Regions from separate parts of the Zea mays genome. Here region 1 is linked to region 2. The links are chromatin contacts, called in public Hi-C maps. All regions are on one chromosome and are shown on one strand. The core of a region is the stretch at or near the end of the contact, and the rest is flanking DNA. Distances in the headings are between cores, read along the strand shown. Region 1 overlaps LOC100191488. Region 2 holds the start of LOC103640907 (alanine--tRNA ligase).

Evidence for each region. A called contact is a pair of places that touch in the nucleus more often than the background predicts.
Region 1: a Hi-C map of tassel shows a contact between it and region 2, with 2.8 times the contacts expected there. The contact joins the enhancer-like site here to the promoter of LOC103640907 in region 2. A contact is called at or near these places in 9 of 25 Hi-C or Micro-C datasets (ear, endosperm, leaf and 2 more).

Annotation. Positions count from the first base shown.
Region 1 is chr10:18,377,780-18,381,845 of Zm-B73-REFERENCE-NAM-5.0, forward strand. It overlaps LOC100191488, which reads right to left. Exons shown (of 12, transcript NM_001136920.2): 9 at 3,566-3,629; 10 at 2,937-3,072; 11 at 2,057-2,170; 12 at 1,636-1,980. The coding sequence ends at 1,915. Among protein-coding and RNA genes, the nearest start is that of LOC100191488, 13 kb to the right of the region's middle. Within about 2 kb of position 1,387, at least 10 of the 20 cell types and tissues checked have an H3K27ac peak or open chromatin away from gene starts, as enhancers often do. A contact at or near this core is called in ear and tassel, where this site is marked.
Region 2 is chr10:18,169,910-18,173,870 of Zm-B73-REFERENCE-NAM-5.0, forward strand. LOC103640907 (alanine--tRNA ligase) reads right to left here and starts at 2,361. Exons shown (of 22, transcript XM_008664354.2): 1 at 1,711-2,361. The coding sequence starts at 2,232.

The DNA.
Region 1 (4,066 bases), core at 137-2,636, 210 kb after region 2:
TCCCCAACACTGTCGACATCCACATGGGCAGTCACTGCGCCCATGGCATTGTCGTCGATGCAGTCATCACCATCTTCATCGATGGTGGACTTGTGGGCCAACATAAAGGCTAATCTCGCAAAGATGCAAACCACGCTTCTGGTGGTTGAGCAGTGGTTGCTGCAGATCAAGGCAGCAGAGCAACGTGAGCGGCAGCCGGCGTTGGCCGCACAGCACTAGACGTTGGTGGTTATGCGGTTGCAGGCTACAACGCGTGGCCTCCTAGTGCGTTGGCGGCTGCAGCGGCTGCCCAGCAGATGCTCAAGACAATCTTGGTGGTGGTTGACCTCGGCACACACGGGCGCAACCTCGCCCTATCGGACAACCATCAGCAACCACATCGATCTGCTGTCTCCAAGTGCGAGCATGGTTCGTGTCCCGCGGGCGACGAACTTCAACTCTACGGCAGCGGCGGTAGGGAAGGTGCTCCCCACATCATTGGCAAGGACACACCGCTTAGCGCCACCACATTCCGCTATCGGTCGCCACGTGAGCGCCTCCGTTGGTCATTGTTGCGATCTACTCCAGATGGCCATCTATGTGCTCCCCTTTCGTCCAGATGACGTCCATGGGTGGCTGCGCACGTGTAAGTCCAATGCGCAGAGGGTGTCCGCCTTATCTTAAGGGGTCAAAAATAAAGTCATAGTCACATTCAGATTTAAAATAATAAAAATAAGTCAAGATGTAAAAGTCTTATTTTTATGTGTTAGGTTTATGTCTAGATGAGTCATTGTTAGCATCATCGTTAGGTTGCAACTCAAGGATGACATGCTTGTCCAAGAAGAGTGTAGTGTCAGTGCCCAAGAGGGCAGCTACAGTAACAGCGACACTGTAGCACGTCTCTTAGGTTGTTTAGATAAAGATAGACTAGTTTGTGATAAGATTAAAATTAGAGATAAGACTAAATCTAGTGCTTTGGGGGTCAAATAAGGTTGTGTTTAGTTGAATATACATAGAGGAATGGAAGGGGGCGACCACAATTTCAATAGTGTTTAGTTGAGAGTCACGTAGAGGCGAGGTAAACCCCGAAATAGTTTTTTGTGATGGCGTGATCCCAAAAAATCGAGGGAACGGTGTTGCCCCGGACCTTATCCCACTTTAACCTCAAACCAAACACATCCTAACTCTCTATATAAGGAGAGATCGTATCAATTGAAGGTAAAAAGATATTAGAAGGAAATCCAATCTCTCTTGCCAACCGTAGACAAAGTTGTGCAACCGCCTCCTAACCCCTTAGCCACAACTTCTCTCTAGATTAGCCATGACGCCTTGCGCCCTATACAGCCTCCTCACCTCCGCCGACAAGACGTCTCCCTCCCGTCACGTACAACCCTAACCCATGAACAGTAGACGCGGGTAATGTAGCACGAGATACTGCAGCACGAAACCATGCCCGACGCACTGTAGCACTGTGGGTACTGTAGTACCCCAACCATCCATAACAACAAAACCTTTTAGTTGTTCGATAGATAGAAACACGCTGAAATTCAGCTTGATATTAGTTTTCAATTTATGAAAGAAAGAAAAAATCTCAATTCACCTTTCTTTTAGACATATAGTATACATAGCAATATAGCATAACAAAAACAATATATCTGAAAAAACCAAAACATCTTATAATTTAGAATCAATGAAGTAGTAACGTATAAAATTTAACAATCAAAAGATATATATGAAAGAAATGGTGCACCAACGCCAAGCATGACAATGCTCCCTGAACCCTTATCTCAAACCGAAGCATAAACACTATACTATTTGGTGGATGATCATCCAAGCAAGAGCAAAACATAAGCAATATAACTTTTACAGCCACTTTACTTTGACTGCATAGAGTAATCTTGCTCACCATCTCCACACTAAGCTGGACAAAATTCACTATTCAGTCCACGAAGCCCCTAACATTTTTGCCATAAAGCTATATCTGTCTGCAGCTTCGTCAATCTGAAATTTATAAGGCAGTATATCAAATAAACTATTGAGTGTAAACCGAAGGAGTATTAGCAGCAGTTGCACAAACCATTTTTTGAGTTGGCCTGCCAGCTCCATGCCCTGACTTCCGATCAATGCGACCAATTATTGGATTCGTCTGCGGACTGTCCTCAGTGCTGGTACACAGGACATGCTGCAAAGTCTATCAATAGCAAAGGAAACATCGTAAGAGCAGAAAACGCAAATAGGTTTGAACGGATTGAAGAATATGAAACAGCTATTGTGTAGTAAACAACAAAAGAGAATGTAAGGTTAAACTTTCATTGAACAGTAAGCCATTGCAGATAAAACCACAAAAAGAAAAACAACAGCAAGCATGGTCAAAATCTAAATGGGTTCCCAAATAGGAAGAACATCAGAAACCCAAACTGATGGAAAACCCATCTGTTGGCATTGCGGCCAAGCCTGCTGCAGCCTAATGTGCAACTCAGACTTGTTGCCGTGGGCTGCCTATGTTGATAATAAAGTTTCATTAGAGATTAGCTTTCACCAATTAATCTAACTTCAAACAAATAGTATCTCTAGCTTTCGTTATATAGACACATATCATCTAAATTGAGGCAATCAGCTTATCTTGAAGATTGATATAATGTCGCTGAGATAGGTGTGGGTGCCTGAGTGCACGTCAATACGTCATGCACACACACCACCTAATGAGCAAATAATTTATACTAGTACCAAGTATAGAAGCATTCCTGACTCCTCACAATATCAGGAAGGTTGATTAAAGATTTTCCACGATAAGAAAAGCTCAGTTTCTTGCTGCACCACTAACATTTATAGAACTGTTTGCTGAATCTACAGCTATGAATAGAATGGTAATTGGCAACTGAAGTTTGATTCTTGGTTGAGGACTGCATTTTTCATTTCAAATGAGAACTCAACACATGATACAAAGATGAACTTACTGCTAATAACTTCAGTGAATGCAATGGCACAACACGATCGTCATGATCAGCTGTCAACAACATGGTTGCTGGATACTGGCAGTTATTACCAGAGCTTTGCTCCCAAGGTCTCCGTACATTATGAAGGGGAGAATATCTGTTTATGTTCATCAGGGAAGCAAATTGCAAAAGGGGGTCAGGATAAATCCAGTAGACTAAACCTAAGGACAAAAGCAAATGTAACTATTCTTTAGCAAAGGAAAAGAAAAGAACAATCAGGTCGACTAGTCAATCACTAAAATAATAATCAGGTGAAGCACCAAAACAAAAGCAGGTCATCCAACTGCCCTTACATGTTTTTGGACTGTGGCATTTCTCTGACAGAAAAATCAGAGAAATAATCTCATCAGGAATATATACCACAGATCAATTTAGTTATGTCTTTTTGTATACAGGGACAACACATTTGAATTAGCCTATGAAAATAGAGTAAATATGGAAGCATTAAGAAGCACATAATGTATCCCTAGCAAACCTTCATAACCCTGACAGTTCTAAGATTGTATTTTTTATTTAAAATCAATAATGTGGCCTAATGATTTTCTTAACAGTGCTGTAATCAGTCAGCAACTCAAATAACACAGCCATACTTAATGAGCCACTGGAACTCTTCTTCCTTATCTGAACAACCATAGTCTGTAGTCCATGCATGACCTACACAAAACAATAAACAACACTTCTTATTCGTAAGTCGTAACAATATACAGGTAAGAGCATATAGCTAATCAAAAGCAGAATTGAAAATAAATGGGAAATACAAATGGCACCCTTATCTATTACTGACTCTCTGAGCTTGCATTCCCATATATCTTATCATTGAGCAAACACCAACAAGAAATGTGACAGGTCAAAACTCAGAAAACACTTAAGTCGCTTCTTAGTAGCAGTTCAGCATGTGGGATCCTGTTGGATATGTTATTGGAATGGGAGAAAACACAAATGATGCAGAGCAGAAACGGGTGCTTGGAAGGCTCGTGCAATCCAACATTCCATCTCATAGGCAGTGTGCAGCACTGCTGAATTCCTTCAGCGACAAGCACCACCAGCACAGAAGCCAAAGCTATACATAAGACTGACACATGAAGTCCTAA
Region 2 (3,961 bases), core at 1,111-3,610:
TAAATGCCATGGCTACATATGTAGTAAAAGTTGTCTCTAGAAAACTCAAAATGGCCTATAAAATTGGAACCGAGGGAGTACATATACAAATCCGCCATCAACTAAATTCCAGTTTATTTGCTACCAAAGGCTTATACTATTTCAAGGAGACCATAGTACTCTTGTAAATTGTAATTAACCATTTATAATAGGCTGTAATCATGGTTATTAAAAAGTCGCTTAAGCACCAAAACGCAGCTAAGTGCATGAAGCGAAGCGCTCCAACATTTCACGAAAAAGCGTAAAGCGCTCGTTTTAGACACTAAAGCGCTAGTTTTAGGCGTTTAAACGCTATGAGCCGTGAAAAGCCACGCTTTAGCGCTTTAGGGAGGTCCAGCTCCAGCCCAGCCCACGAGAGAATCATCATGCACCCTAAAACGAGCCGATGAGGCGTCATCCGCCTGATGCCTCAGCACCCCTGCGTCTGTCATTCACCGCAGTGCCATCGGCGCCTCCCCTGCCCTTCGTCCGCTCCTGCGACACAGCGAAGGGCATCCATCACTGCCAATAAGCCCTCATCTGCCACCTCCCGCCTGCTCGCAACTCGACGAGCTCGTCCGCCTCGGTGCCTCCCCTGCAGTGCTGCTCTCAACCGCCTCCATGCTTGGCTCCCCCGCCTCCATGCTTGGCTCCCCCGCCTCCCCCTGTGTGCCTCCTCTGCCTGCCAGTGCCCGCCTCCCCCTGCTCGGCTGCTCTCATCTGCTATTCCGCCTGCCCGCCTGCCCGCCTCCCCTGCAGTGCTCTCATCCACCTCCCCTGTTCCCAGCTCGTCCACTGTTAGTCTGCCAGAACCCAGATTGTCTGATTTACTCTATTCTTTGCACTTGCAGAGTGAAATGGCAAGCAATAGTGATGCCAATGCATCTGTAGTTGGTATTTCCCTTGATATTATTATGTGAACTTATGTTATATTGATATTTTGTCCATGTTGTTTAGAGTTCAGTAAACAAGGGAACGAAGCGACCGATAACGTCCCCTCGGGGAGGAGAAGGGATTGACTTCGGCTCCTATTACCTTTGTTTACCAATCTTCAAATTGGTGAATTGGTTAATAGGAAGTGCGCGCTAGCACGCTTCATATTTCTAGTAAGACATTTTAAAGCTCGCATAAACGTTTTGAAGCCAAAAGGTACTCATGAGCGCTTCAACTGTGTATCGCTTTAATAACCATGGATGTAACCATTCAAACTTTCAAAGTGCAATTTGATCATCACAATCAGCTCAGAAACACCATCACTGAAACCATTACATGCAGGCAGAAAAAGAGCATATTTCCTTTCGAATTTAAAAACATAGGTAGCTAATCTCAGAACCAGCAAAGAAATAGTTCTTACGAATTTGTGGGAATTTCAACTCTAAACAACCAATTCATTTATCACAGAAACTTCCAAATCGTTAAATGGATAACAAAAAAGTCCATCTTGTCATATTTCTTATATTCATATAATTATATAGGAGTCCAGAAAAGTGCCTCTGACCACTGGAATACCAGATCACACAAATCAAAAACCCTGGAATACGACCAAAACCCATGTTTCGTGCAATGGACTCAACTTCCATTACCATAAGCAGCTCCCTCCTAAATCTGCAGCCTCGAACAATCTCATGGAAATCCAACACACTAGCCTCGAAGCAATCAACCATCAATTAGAATTGGGCGGCAAAGGAGTACCTGGGTGAGAAGCTCCCAGGCCCATCTGATGGCCTCCTCCTTGAAATAGTCCCCGAAAGACCAGTTCCCAAGCATCTCGAAGAAGGTATGGTGGTAGGTGTCATTCCCCACGTCGTCGAGGTCGTTGTGCTTCCCGCCGGCGCGGATGCACTTTTGGGTGTTACAGGCACGGTGCAGGCGGCCGAGCGGCGAGTCCGGCGCCGCTGTGCCGAGGAAGACCGGCTTGAACTGGTTCATTCCAGCGTTGGCGAACAGCAGCGTGGGGTCGTCGACGGGGACCACGGGACTCGACGGCCACCTCGTATGTGCCTTGGACTCGAAGAAGGTTAAGAACTCCTGGCGGATCCGCCGGGACGGCCACGCCGGCGACGGATCCATCTGAGGCGGGGCGGCGGCTGGGGAAGATGAGAACGATGACGAGAAGGAAACTAGGATGGTGGCGGCGGGCAAAACCCTAGCTTCGAGACGAGTGAAGAGACGAAGCAGGCGGCACGCGCGTGGGAGGGTCGGCACGGTCAGCATCCACCCATCTAGGCTTCGTCTGACAACGACGAGAAATCTTTTCAATTACAAACTTCAGCCCCTTTCAGGCAACGCCCAGAACTTCACATGTCCAATGTCCAAACGGGCCGGTCGGTCGTGGCCCGACACGAGCGTGTGATTTGATGTTGAAGCATTTAAAATTCACTAGGTGAGTGCCCGTGCGTTGCAACGGAATATAAATTATTCGTTAAAATGTTAGCCTACAATGATTACAGTAAGAAAAACAACACATAATTTATAATCAACATTGTAGTCCTCTGCAGAGACAATGTTTGAGAGAGGTCATGCTAACAAGACAAAAAATCTAAAAGATAATTATTTATACGCAGATGTTCTTATAATAGTATTTCACATGTCCTATGTAATGAAAACCATCAATTGTCACTATTTTAGTATTCCTTGTGATTTAATCTTCTCCCATACATCTAGCGAACCTTGTATGCATAGATGAAAAGCAAAGGAGACAAAATTGGCAGAGATATATACTTGTAGTTCCATTGTAATTTCTCAAACAAATGGCACAAGCGAGTACACATTTATTAATATAGCAGAAAAATAACACAAAAAATAGCCAAAGAAGGAAAGAAAAAGAAAAACAAATAAAAACTACCAATAGCACCCAAAATAAACTAAGTACTTTGCAATATGGAAATATGGATTCCATTGCACGTAAACCTTTCTATCTAAAGAAAATATGATATGATGAAAGAGTGGAACATAGGTACATAACCTGACCTGAAACCATACTCATAACTCTCAGTTTATCAGGTGAGCGGTCAGTACAATGATAGAGCCAAAATCAGAATTAGCTTGTTACGGGCATCAAAACAACAATCACAGTCACCTTGTTCACGCTACATCAGCCAGAGGGCGGCAACATCGTAGCATACCCGGGGTAGTAGAAGCAGCACGCGGGAATCGACTCCACAGCGGGCAACAGGGACCCGACCTTGTAATGCCCCTCATTTCTAAATGATGAATAAATGATGGATGTGGTAACCTTTTGTTGTAGCATAGAAATTAGTTTGAAAGCAGCACAAAAAAGCTAATACATATAAAAGAGTTAACACTATAGATTAAGTAGGTTACAATTTGATTTGGTAGAATGCAAATACATCATTGTGGCAGAAGCAGCATATGTCCAGGTAGTAGGCGCTTCATACATCATATTAGCCTCCTCCACAATACAAAGAGCCTGTCATTACGTACAACAAATTCCACTATTAAAATCACAGCAATCCTGAACCAAATGTTGAATACTTTAAATTAAGAGGAAAGATGCATAAAACACAACTATTGGAACATGTCATTTACAAGTCTTATAAAGCCATGCAAGTTAAACCATTGAAACAGAGCATTCTATATGTTGACATATAGAACCTACAAGGTATGCAGGCAAGACAGGCTTCTCAAATATGTGGATAGAATCAATTTATGGGCATCATTTTTAGCCTTACCTTATGTGCTTATTAAAGAAAATAGTATTTTTAATGTCTAACTTGTTCAAACTTGATCCTTTGTTCTCCTGTCAATTTTCACTGTTATATTAAAAGCAAACACATAGTAGAATAGTTGAAATTGGCTAGTAAGATCTGTGAAACAGAGAGACAAGCATATTAGTGAAACCTCTTCGCTCCAATTCTTCACTAAATTTAAAGAATAAAACTTAGAACTAACTTGCATTAAAGAAATCAACAAAAGGATAATA